Linked DNA regions of Mus musculus: all the other regions are linked to region 1. The links are chromatin contacts, called in public HiChIP or PLAC-seq maps. All regions are on one chromosome and are shown on one strand. The core of a region is the stretch at or near the end of the contact, and the rest is flanking DNA. Distances in the headings are between cores, read along the strand shown. Region 1 overlaps Zdhhc14 (zinc finger, DHHC domain containing 14). Region 2 overlaps Synj2 (synaptojanin 2). Region 3 holds the start of Synj2 (synaptojanin 2).

What was found. HiChIP or PLAC-seq counts read pairs in DNA pulled down with a chosen protein or histone mark.
Region 2: a contact with region 1 is called in a FOXA1 HiChIP or PLAC-seq map of pancreatic cancer cells. The contact joins two enhancer-like sites. A contact is called at or near these places in 2 of 115 datasets of contacts at active chromatin or transcription factors (CD8 T cells and pancreatic cancer cells) and 2 of 9 other capture datasets (adipose tissue and liver).
Region 3: a FOXA1 HiChIP or PLAC-seq map of pancreatic cancer cells shows a contact between it and region 1. The contact joins the promoter of Synj2 here to the enhancer-like site in region 1. A contact is called at or near these places in 4 of 39 promoter capture datasets (the 3T3-L1 cell line, embryonic stem cells, pre-B cells and 1 more), 1 of 15 datasets of contacts at CTCF or cohesin (large pre-B cells), 1 of 484 Hi-C or Micro-C datasets (pro-B cells), 1 of 115 datasets of contacts at active chromatin or transcription factors (pancreatic cancer cells) and 1 of 9 other capture datasets (liver).

The regions. Positions count from the first base shown.
Region 1 is chr17:5,746,499-5,749,782 of GRCm38.p6, forward strand. All of the region lies in intron 8 of Zdhhc14 (zinc finger, DHHC domain containing 14), which reads left to right. Among named protein-coding and RNA genes, the nearest start is that of Gm41519, 23 kb to the right of the region's middle. Within about 2 kb of position 1,828, at least 25 of the 459 cell types and tissues checked have an H3K27ac peak or open chromatin away from gene starts, as enhancers often do. A contact at or near this core is called in pancreatic cancer cells and pro-B cells, where this site is marked.
Region 2 is chr17:5,963,425-5,966,708 of GRCm38.p6, forward strand. The region is part of intron 1 of Synj2 (synaptojanin 2); the gene reads left to right. Among named protein-coding and RNA genes, the nearest start is that of Gm52312, 12 kb to the right of the region's middle. Within about 2 kb of position 1,742, at least 45 of the 459 cell types and tissues checked have an H3K27ac peak or open chromatin away from gene starts, as enhancers often do. A contact at or near this core is called in pancreatic cancer cells, where this site is marked.
Region 3 is chr17:5,939,610-5,942,893 of GRCm38.p6, forward strand. Synj2 (synaptojanin 2) reads left to right here and starts at 1,671. Exons shown (of 27, transcript NM_001113353.2): 1 at 1,671-1,968. The coding sequence starts at 1,842. It also overlaps the pseudogene Gm8376.

The sequences.
Region 1 (3,284 bases), core at 578-3,077:
TACAGCAGCAGGAAGCCAGAGCAGGAAGCTGAGAGAACAAACTAGAAGCAGAGAGAGACCACAAACTCTCACAGCCCACCCCCAGGGGTGCACTTCCTCCAGCAAGCCACCCCTTGCTAAAGGTTCCGCAACATTGCCCCCAGCCCGAAACCAAGTGTTCAAATACCCTGGCTCTGGGGGACATGTCATATTCAAATCACCACAGTCACTGTGACCAAAACCATTTCCAGTGCCTATCACCTTAAAGGAGCCTCCAAGGAAGAAAAGGAGACTGTTAAGTCAAATGTGTTCCTGTAGTTTATTGTAGAACTGGTATCCTGGTCAAGATAGCATTTCCTCTGCAGTGCGGAAAGTGCACATAGAGAACCAGGCAGTATTTTAGGGACTAGATACTGTGGGCCTCCGTGAGCACTCAGATACTCTGTATCAGAAAGCCTCACATGGGCACTCAGATACTTTGTATTAGAAGCAATGGGTGGATGACTGTAGGGGAGTGGTGTCTAAGGACCCAGGAGGTCTGTTTACTTCCAGACCTGGGGAAAGTCACCAATAACCTAGCATCTCCTGTAAGTGGGATGTGAATATTGGATCAGCAAACAACTGATGCTCCGGGTAGCATCAGAAACAGAATACATATTTATATTTGAAGGCTGTAGCTACAGAGACCCTTTTGGGAACATTTGTTAAAGGTAAAGATGACACAGTGTATATTTGGGGAATTTTTAGAAATAACTTAGTATTACTTAATATTTTATATCCTCCCCCTTAGAGTTCAGATCTGAAATGTCCAAGGCCTGGGTCCCACCTGTTGGGAGGTGGTGAAATCTTAATTGAAGAACAATTATTGAGAGTATGCCTTGGACAGGGATCTTGGGCACCCGGCCCCCTTCTCTGTTTGCATGTTGCCTGTCATGAAGTAAATAGGTCGTCTCTGTCTGCTGTCTTCCCCTGCCCCCAGCCCATAACACACTGTGTCTCTGCAGTCCCAAAGCCACAGAGCCAAGTGACCATGGGTTGAAGCTGTGAACCCCAATAAATCTTTCCTCTTTTTAAATTGATTCGCTCAGGGATTTTTGTCAGAGGAATGGGAACTAACAGTGCCTTTAATCTGATATCAAGCAAGGCGGAGGCAACAGTTCCACTGTTAAACGAGGTCTCCTCATAGACCTGAGAAGGCCAGATCATCCTCTTAACCTAAATCTGCATTCTAGGCGGACTCTGGAAGGTGGGGTAGTCTTCTGTCTATCAGTTCATGCCCATAAGTGGTCATAAGGCCAGAGACAGAGCTTTACAGCTGAGCAGAAATAAGCCCCGCCCAGCTTGAGTCCTTTTGACAGAATTAGAGCAAAAGCCATGAGAAATCTAAGCCATTGTAAACATGTCTATAGACCGCATAGAAAATTCATAGCATTTCAAAACTGCACTTTCAGACAAGCCATCAGCCAGAATAGAACGTGTCTCAAGTTTTACCCCCAAATCTACAGAAAGTGAAAGTAAATGGTCTCTTTGATGTTTTGAAGTTTTTATGGCTTTTTATATTTACTTATAGGGTGTGTGTGTGTGTGTGTGTGTGTGTGTGTGTGTACTCATGCATTCGATGGTGCATGCGTGGAAATCCAAGGTTATCTCCAGGAGTCAGCTCGCTCCTTCTATCACGTGAGACTAGAGGGAACTCAGGTCTTCAGGCTTGACCGCAAGCAAACACCTTCACCCACTGAGCCAACTCCATGGCCCTCCGTGGTTTCAGACTGAAGCACTAAATACTCACCTACTGTGTGGCATTGCAACATCTGAAACCATACATTTCTTTATCATTTAAACAAGGGCTATGACTCAGAGCAAAAGCCCCAGCGCTCAAGCTACAAAAGTCTGCGGGTAGACACGCATACAGAGCCAGCTTCTACTCTGGCCTCATTCAATATCTGATGAATTTTTAATCTAAAACAAAAATAAACAAAAAACAAAAACAACAAAAACCAATTTTATAGATAGAATCAGTGTTCAATTATTGTGGATCCTTTAAAAGGATTGTTTTGAAAATGAAAATGTTGGTTTCTTCCATGTGGTATTATTCATCTATATGAACTATCACCATCATAAATAGGGGCTTAGCCTTTTCCTCTTAAGATTACATAACAAGGGAGATAAATTCAAGTACACTTTAGAAACAGGGCCACCAAATTCAGAGAAAGAGGAAAGTGGTGATAGCGCCCTCTACTGGTGGAAGGTTAAAAGTCCGATTAAAAAAAAAAAAAAAAAAAAAAAAAACAACCTAAAGCGAAAAGCAGAGTGACAGGTGAGAAAGAGGAGAGTGGAAGATGAGAAGAAAAAGAGAAAACAACCAGAATGCAAGTAGGAAAGGAATGTATCGAAGAGAAATGTGGAGGGAGAGCACATAGGGTGTGCAGTAACAGACAGAAAGAAAGTTAAATAGAAACAGCTTTAAGAATGGGGGCTTAGAGGTGGCTTACGGGTTAAAAACACTTGCAGCCAAGCCCGACAACCTCGAGTTTAAGCCTGAGAATCCACAGGGTGGAAAGGGAGCACTGACTTCCTAACATTATCCTTTTAACTTCCACATGCATGTGCACACGCGCACACACATGCACACACGCACACACATGCACACGCGCACACACATGCACACGCACACACATGCACACGTGCACACACATGCACACACGCACACACATGCACACGCGCACATACATGCACACGCACACACATGCACACGCGCACACACATGCACACACGCACACACATGCACACGCGCGCACACGTGCACATGTGCACACACATGCACACATGCGCACACAGGCATGTGCACACACATGCACATTCACCACAGATAAATAAATGTAACTTTTAAATCCTTTTTTTAATCAACAAGAGGAACTAGAAATTAGAAGCAAAGGTCAAACAAGCAAGAGGGGGTGAGGATATTTGTATTGGGCATCTCCTGAGAACACGGGCTGCTTTCCAAACCATGATGTTCTCACAGAGGATCCATGACCATGAGAGTTCCCCCAGTCATCACCCTTAAAATTTGAACAGTATGACAAATATTTAAAAATTCTGACCTGAAAAAGTGTGTATGTGTGGTGTGTGTGCAGTGTGTGTGTGTGTGTGTGTGTGTGTAAAGTACAATTATAGCCCTGCATAATCCTGATTCATTTGATTCCATTGTTCTAAGGAGATGTTTACTGCAGACACTATTTATATACTTACAGTATGGAATGATAAATTCCAGTGTACAGAGCCTGTAGTTTGAAACTGATGAGACC
Region 2 (3,284 bases), core at 492-2,991, 220 kb after region 1:
GGCTCCCCAATTAAGAAGGTTACCAAGTGTAGGGATTGAGCAGTGATCCCTAAAGGATACACTTAAGTCCTAGGCTCCCATCCCTCCAACCAAGATCCATGTTAGTCACCATTGAGGCAGTACACCCAAGAGAGTTGGCTTAAAGTGAAGGGGTGCTTTATTCTGGGCGCATACCTTTAGAGGTTCCAGCCTGTTATGAAATATAAATTGCGGTGTAACGCGGCGGGAGTAAGGGAGTACCTGGTGGGCTCCCTGCCAAGATGTCCACCTAAGGAATCACGCCATGCTTGTGGGGGACCGGGAGTGAAGACCTGGAAGGGGGGTTGAGGTAGAGAAAGGGGGCAGAGGAACAGAGAAAGAGGGAAAGAGAGGAAGAGAAGCCGGCTGGGAACACGTGGGAACAGAGAGAGAAAGAGTGAATGAAGAAGTGGGGTAGCGAGCAGTCCTTTTAGAAAGTCCTTTTAGAAGGTGCCTCACCTGGAGGAGAATGATGACGCAAGCTGTTGCTAGGTAGCTGTTGGGCGGAGCCTAGAGGAATTATCTCTAAACCAATACAGCCCATGGTGGCTTGACTCCATAGATTTTAAGCAGAACATCGTAGAGGAAGCCTAAGGTGGAGCCCAGCTGCTCAACTCATAGTGTAGCTGGCCGGGCGGAAATGAAGATATTTTACAGAGACACTTAGGTTTCTCAATCTGACTATCAGGTGACTGAAATGGTGGACCCCAAAGAGGTGGGAATTCCATGCTCGGAGGAGAAAACAACCTGGTGTGTGTGTGCGTGTGCGTGTGTGTGTGTGTGTGTGCGTGTGTGTGTGTGTGTGTGTGTGTGAGAGAGAGAGAGAGAGAGAGAGAGAGAGAGAGACAGAGACAGAGACAGAGACAGAGACAGAGACAGAGACAGAGACAGACAGACAGAGACAGAGAAAGAGGGAGAATGGTGCGGGGGACTCGTTCCCTGAAAGATGTGTTGGTTGGCAGGGCCACACCTTTGACCAGAATCACTTAGATGTGCACATCCTTAACTCTCTATTTAAACTTGAGTTTCACTTCAGGACACCTAAAGCAATGTTAAGATGGATATTTTTGAGAAGGGCGTCACTAGATCTCTTTGTCCCTTTTCCCAATGTAACTATTAAAGAACCCCCCCCTTCCTATTTCCCATTATTAACTTGGCTTTTTAAACTAGTTTATTAAGGATGGGTAACCAAATCTGACCTCAGGCTCAGGTGTGACCTCCCAAGTTTGGTAACCACAGCAGGACTTCATGGACATAGGGTAGATGAAGTTACAGAGGTGTGGGTTGAGCCCCTCATCCAATGGAACTGCTTAAGTCATATTAGGACAGGAATGTGTAAGTAGAAGACAGTCCTGTGAGGCAGAGAGTGACTGAAGCTACAAGTCAAGAAAAATCCAAGACTGCTAGTACCAGGTGCTGGGAGTTGGAAGAGATGGGACCCCCCCCCCTGCAAGACCCTGGACTCCCCTTGACTTAGGGTTATCCCCTTCACTGGGAGCAGGGTTTGTTGTTGCAAGCCTCCAGTTTACTCTGTGATGGGAGGCCAGTGCTTCATACATAATGGTCTTATCCAGAGAGGTCAGACCCGGTTCGAGTCTTCACAGTAGTAAGTCGGTGATAAAACAGGTTTGATGGCGGAGTCAATAATTCACAGGAATAGAGTAGGAAGACAAGGCAGCCAGCCTGTTGGGTTTTGTTAGTTTAATAAATATTTGCAAAAGGCTGTTTCGGGTTGTGTTTGTTTAACTCACCTTCCCACCCCATCACATGCTGATCCCCCAGGGCCACAGGTCAGTTCGGCTTCCCCAGCTTCCCAGCCCCTCAAGTGTGGACTGGACCCTATCACTTTTGTCTAACCGTTTCCTGTCATTTGCTCAGCCTGCCCAGGTTTGTTTACAGAGCTGAGTGAACGCACAAAGGCCTCTGTGTTCTATGGTGAGCCAAGTGTGAGCCGGATGACACTTGGGGTCTGTGTGACTTGAAGGCTTTGTCAATGGAGCCGAAGTCCTTGTTGATGTCAGGACTGTTTCACTGTATTCTCAGAGGGAAGCTGTTCTGTCTATTCCCTTGTCCTTGGCCTTGGCTACACCGAGAACCTGGAGGATAATGGCCACAGCCAGGGCTGTGTACAGCAGGCCCGGCCCTCACTTCTCCTGATGAGGCTGCGTATCACAGCTTCAGAGCAAGGGTCAGACCTTTCCTGGAGAGTTCTTATGTGTGTGACAACACTCTTTACCAGTGAGCTTTCTGGGTAAAGGATGCCCCCCCTCCAACCTCCCCATACACCTTTCCTGAATGTGTGGCAGAGTCAGAAAGGTATAACTGTTGCTGTCTGAAGTGAACGTATTCTAAAGAGAGGCTGCACCTACCCTTTCACTACCATGTTAGGGAAACAATAGGCCCAAGAAACTGGAATGCCTCCAGAACTGCCATGTTGGACGAAGGAAAAAGTTGAAGCCTGTTGCCAACCAGTGGAGCTTGTCTCTCAGAGATTCTCATACAGTTCTGACAAGATGTCAGACCATCTGGCAGGACAGACCTGCACTGAGACAATGGTAGGTCACTGATTGGTAGGACTATACCTTGACTACTCAGATATGCAAACCCTCTTGCTCTCTGCTTACACTTATACCTCGAGTGGGGTCCCTAAGATGAATTTGAGGGACCATTAGACATCTTTCTTTGTCTTTCCAGTGGTGGCCACATTGAATAAATTGTTTTTACTATTCCTTATTTCTTGAATTGACCAGTTGAGGACAGGTGACTGGGCCTAGGTCATTAGGGCTGCCAGGGCCCAGATTCTGACCCTGAGAACTGGGGTAGCCGAGGACCACATGCTAACCCTAAATCGGTACATGTGAGCTAGCTTATACCTTATTGGGAGTTGTTGTAGGCAATTGACTCTGTAGAGCTGATCAGATCAGACCGGGACCTTGATGTGGGGTGTGCCAGTGTCAGGGTAGCTCTTGAAAAATGGAGGAAAGAACCAGGGGAGGAGAAGAGAGTGATCTGGGAAGACAATGGCAGAAGTTGGTGCTGGCGCTGCTGGTGCCGGTGCTGGTGCTGCTGGTGCTGGTGCTGCTGCTGGTGCTGGGCTCAAAGACAGGGAGGAGCTGAGAGCTAAGAAAAAACCCCAAGACTGCATCCACAAGCCTCCAGGAGGAGGCGTCCTGCAGAGCCTTCATTTTAGTAGTGACTCCCACTGTGGGACGAAGATTTTCAGTTTTGCAAAGTCATTTTAAGCCACTACTACGGTCACCTGATAG
Region 3 (3,284 bases), core at 421-2,920, 190 kb after region 1:
GGGTGATGAGCTGACCCTAGAGCAGGCCCGTGTCCTGAAACTTTTGTGGGATATACAGTTGGGAAGATTCCAGCAGTTGGACCATGACCTGTTTGAGAGTGCACCAGAGACTAAGGGAGAGTGGGGGGCGGGGGGGGGGGGGGGAGGAAGAGGGAAGGGGAAGGAGGAGAAGGGGTGGAGGGGGAGGAGGGGAGAGGAGCTGACTCTAGGACTTGAGACTAAGGCTTTCTAACAAATTCTTCATCTCCACTGGACCACCCAGGGCTGCTGTCACCCCTCTGGATGGAGCCGCTGTTTATTTTGTTTGGATACAGAAAAGGGAAGGTGGTTGAGGGTGACTTTGTTTCTATAAAGAATAAAATTTTGCCTGTCTCTGCCTCCCTAGTGCTAGGATTAAAGGTGCCGGCCACCCTGCCCAGCCGAGTTTGCTACACTTAATGTTACACGACTTGCATGGGGTGGTGATCTCTCCACTGTATAAAGAAGCTGTGGAGAACCAACCTCCGAAAGCCATGCGCCACTCTTGGTCTTAGCACAGCAGAATGGGGCGGGCGGGCGGCAGAGGAACCCAGCTGTTAGGGTGGCCTGCTGGAAACTTGCGGGTGAGGACCTCTAGAGGCATCACACTAGGAAAGGATGCTCCAAACGCGCCCAAAGGTGCTTCCAGTTCGACCTGGCTGCGTTCTCCCTTGGCTAGCAGACCAATCCTGACCAACCCGACCCAAGGACCAAGAGGCCTTGCCTCGAGTTGCTTGAAGGTTGCAGATCACAGAATACTCATCAATGCTGAGCAAGAACAGGCACTGAGATCCTCAGGTGGGGGTTCCTCACCTGTCACTCTGATAGGCGAGGCCATGTGCATCTCAGCGAGGTCAAGGTCATGTGGTAAAGGGGATAGCAGGGAATAGATGTCTCATCTCTCGGACACAACGCAACACCAGTTTGGGTCGCACAGTGAATTAAAGTCTTCGGTAGAAGGCAGCATTTAAAGAGTGTGTCAGGCACACACACACACACACACACACACACACACACACACACACACCACTCACAAGAACATACTCAATCACCACGGTAGTTTCAGAGTGAAGGCCACTTTGCGTTTCTGCAGTTCCATTCAGGGAGACTGAGGCACAGAACCCAATGGCCCCATCCGGGGTCTCAGGCGTGGGGGTGGGGTGGGCGTGGGAAGAAGTGCTGCGCCGGACAAGCGGTGGCGGCAGGGGTGGGGTGGGGGGTTGCCAGCCCTGCTCAGCCCTCAGCCCCCAGCTACCCATATAAGGCCGCGGGAATCCGGGCAGGGTCCGGGCTCCTGAGGCTCTCCGCGGCTGCAGCCTCCTCCGCGGCGAGGAATGTGTGGAATCTCCTTCGCCCGCAGCCGCCCCCAGCAGGGAGGACCGTCCCGGAGTACTGAGCCCTGGCGAGCTCAAGCCCACCGGGCGCAGTCTGGGTTCCCGCTGTGGCTCGCAGGTGCCTGCCTCGCCGCTTGGGGGAGCGCGGTCGTCGTCGGAGAGGCTGGGCGGCAGCGCCACCTCACCTGCTCGGGGCAGTGCGGCGGGGCCCGGGCGGAGGAGGAGGAGGGAGGGAGGGAGGGGGAGGAGGGGGTGGAGGAGAAAGGAGGAGGAGGAGGAGGCTGTCGTGGTGTTAGGGGAGGAGGAGGAGGAGGAGGAGGAGGAGGAGGAGGAGGAGGAGGAGGAGGAGGAGGAGGAGGAGGAGGAGGAGGAGGAGGAGGAGGAGGAGGAGGAGCCGTGGGCACTGGAGCCCGGCACAAAGTGAAACTCCTGGTAGCCGCACACCCTCGGGCGGGACCTGGTCCCCGCTCTCCTCTGCTCCCCGCGCCCATGGCTCTAAGCAAAGGGCTGCGGCTGCTGGCGCGGCTGGACCCCACTGGCCCGAGCAGCGTGCTGTTGGAGGCGCGGGGCCGCGGCGACTGCCTGCTCTTCGAGGCCGGCGCAGTGGCCACGCTGGGTGAGTGCCGCGCTCCCCGTGCTCCCCACTTGGGCAGCAACGCCGGGGAGGGAGGGAGGGCGGGAATTAGTGAAGGCGAGCGACTTCGCGGAGACCTGAGAACTAGGGGCGCTCGGTTCCCCGACAGGGAGGACCCCGGCGGCTTGGGGATGGCCAGGGGCGCTTGTCCGCGGGAGTACTGGGTGCGGGGGACACCAGAGAGCTGGCACATTTGGCTGGACTAAGCGTCGCGCTCGCCTGAGGGCGGGGATGTCTCGGGGGCGCTCTTCCTGGGGCTTGGGTGGCAGGCGTCTGTTCTTGGAGAGCCAACTGGCTCTGATTTCCGCTCCTGGTGCTCAGTGCCGAAACCTAGCATGTTCTGGACACTCTGAGGAGGGTGCCCTGAGGAGGAGTCCACCTAGTGCTCCCATGCTTGTGCACCTGTTGAATACACCAAAGCAGCATTGCCTTGCCTGAAGGGATGACACGTAGGCACCAAAACAGACTTTGAGAAACGTCGATGGCACCCTTCATTTGTCTCCTATAAATACTCCATCAGAAGCAGGAGTAGAAGCAAATATACTCTCTAGTGACTTTATCTTTATGCTGGGTGTTAGGTGAGGGCAAGCCATTGTATTTCATTGATTGACTTCAGAAATTGTGAGATCAGCATTGTGCTAAGGACTTTAGAGACAAAATCTTACACAACCTTTGCAGTTTTAGCTCGTAATAAAGATAAACAAACTGGGGCCTAAAGAGGCTAAGACACTTGCTCCAGGCAACACAGACTTGTGTGTGGCTATTTTGGTGATGTCATGCGGTGCATGCCTTCCTGGTAAGTCCAACTTCCGGATCCCTAGTTTTGTAATTGACATTTGCAAGAAGATCTAGGTAGCATAAAGCCAGCAGTCAGATAGGATCAGTAAGATTTTAATGATGAGCCTTGAAGGGCAGGTTTAAGACAGTGGGTGTCCAGTTGTCCATCCTCCTGGTGTTCCTAGCTAAACAGGATCACTTATATTTTAGGAGGTAAGAAATGCAAAGCACTCATTTGTAAAGTGTTTTATGACTCCTTTTCTCAGGTTTGGATGTGTCAGCTCAAGCTACGACATCCACATATTTGTGCGTACATACACCATGTCTTAAAGGGGGTGCATCAATTTCTACTTCCTGGACCATGCCATTAATGTGTAATTTATCAAGCTGGGTGTGGTGGAATACAGCCCACGTTCTGGCTATGCAAGGCGGGAGGATCAATGGGAAGATGGATTAAGCCCCAGAGTTTCATACCAGATTGGACAACCTAACCAGACCTCAAAACATGCTGGCCAAATACA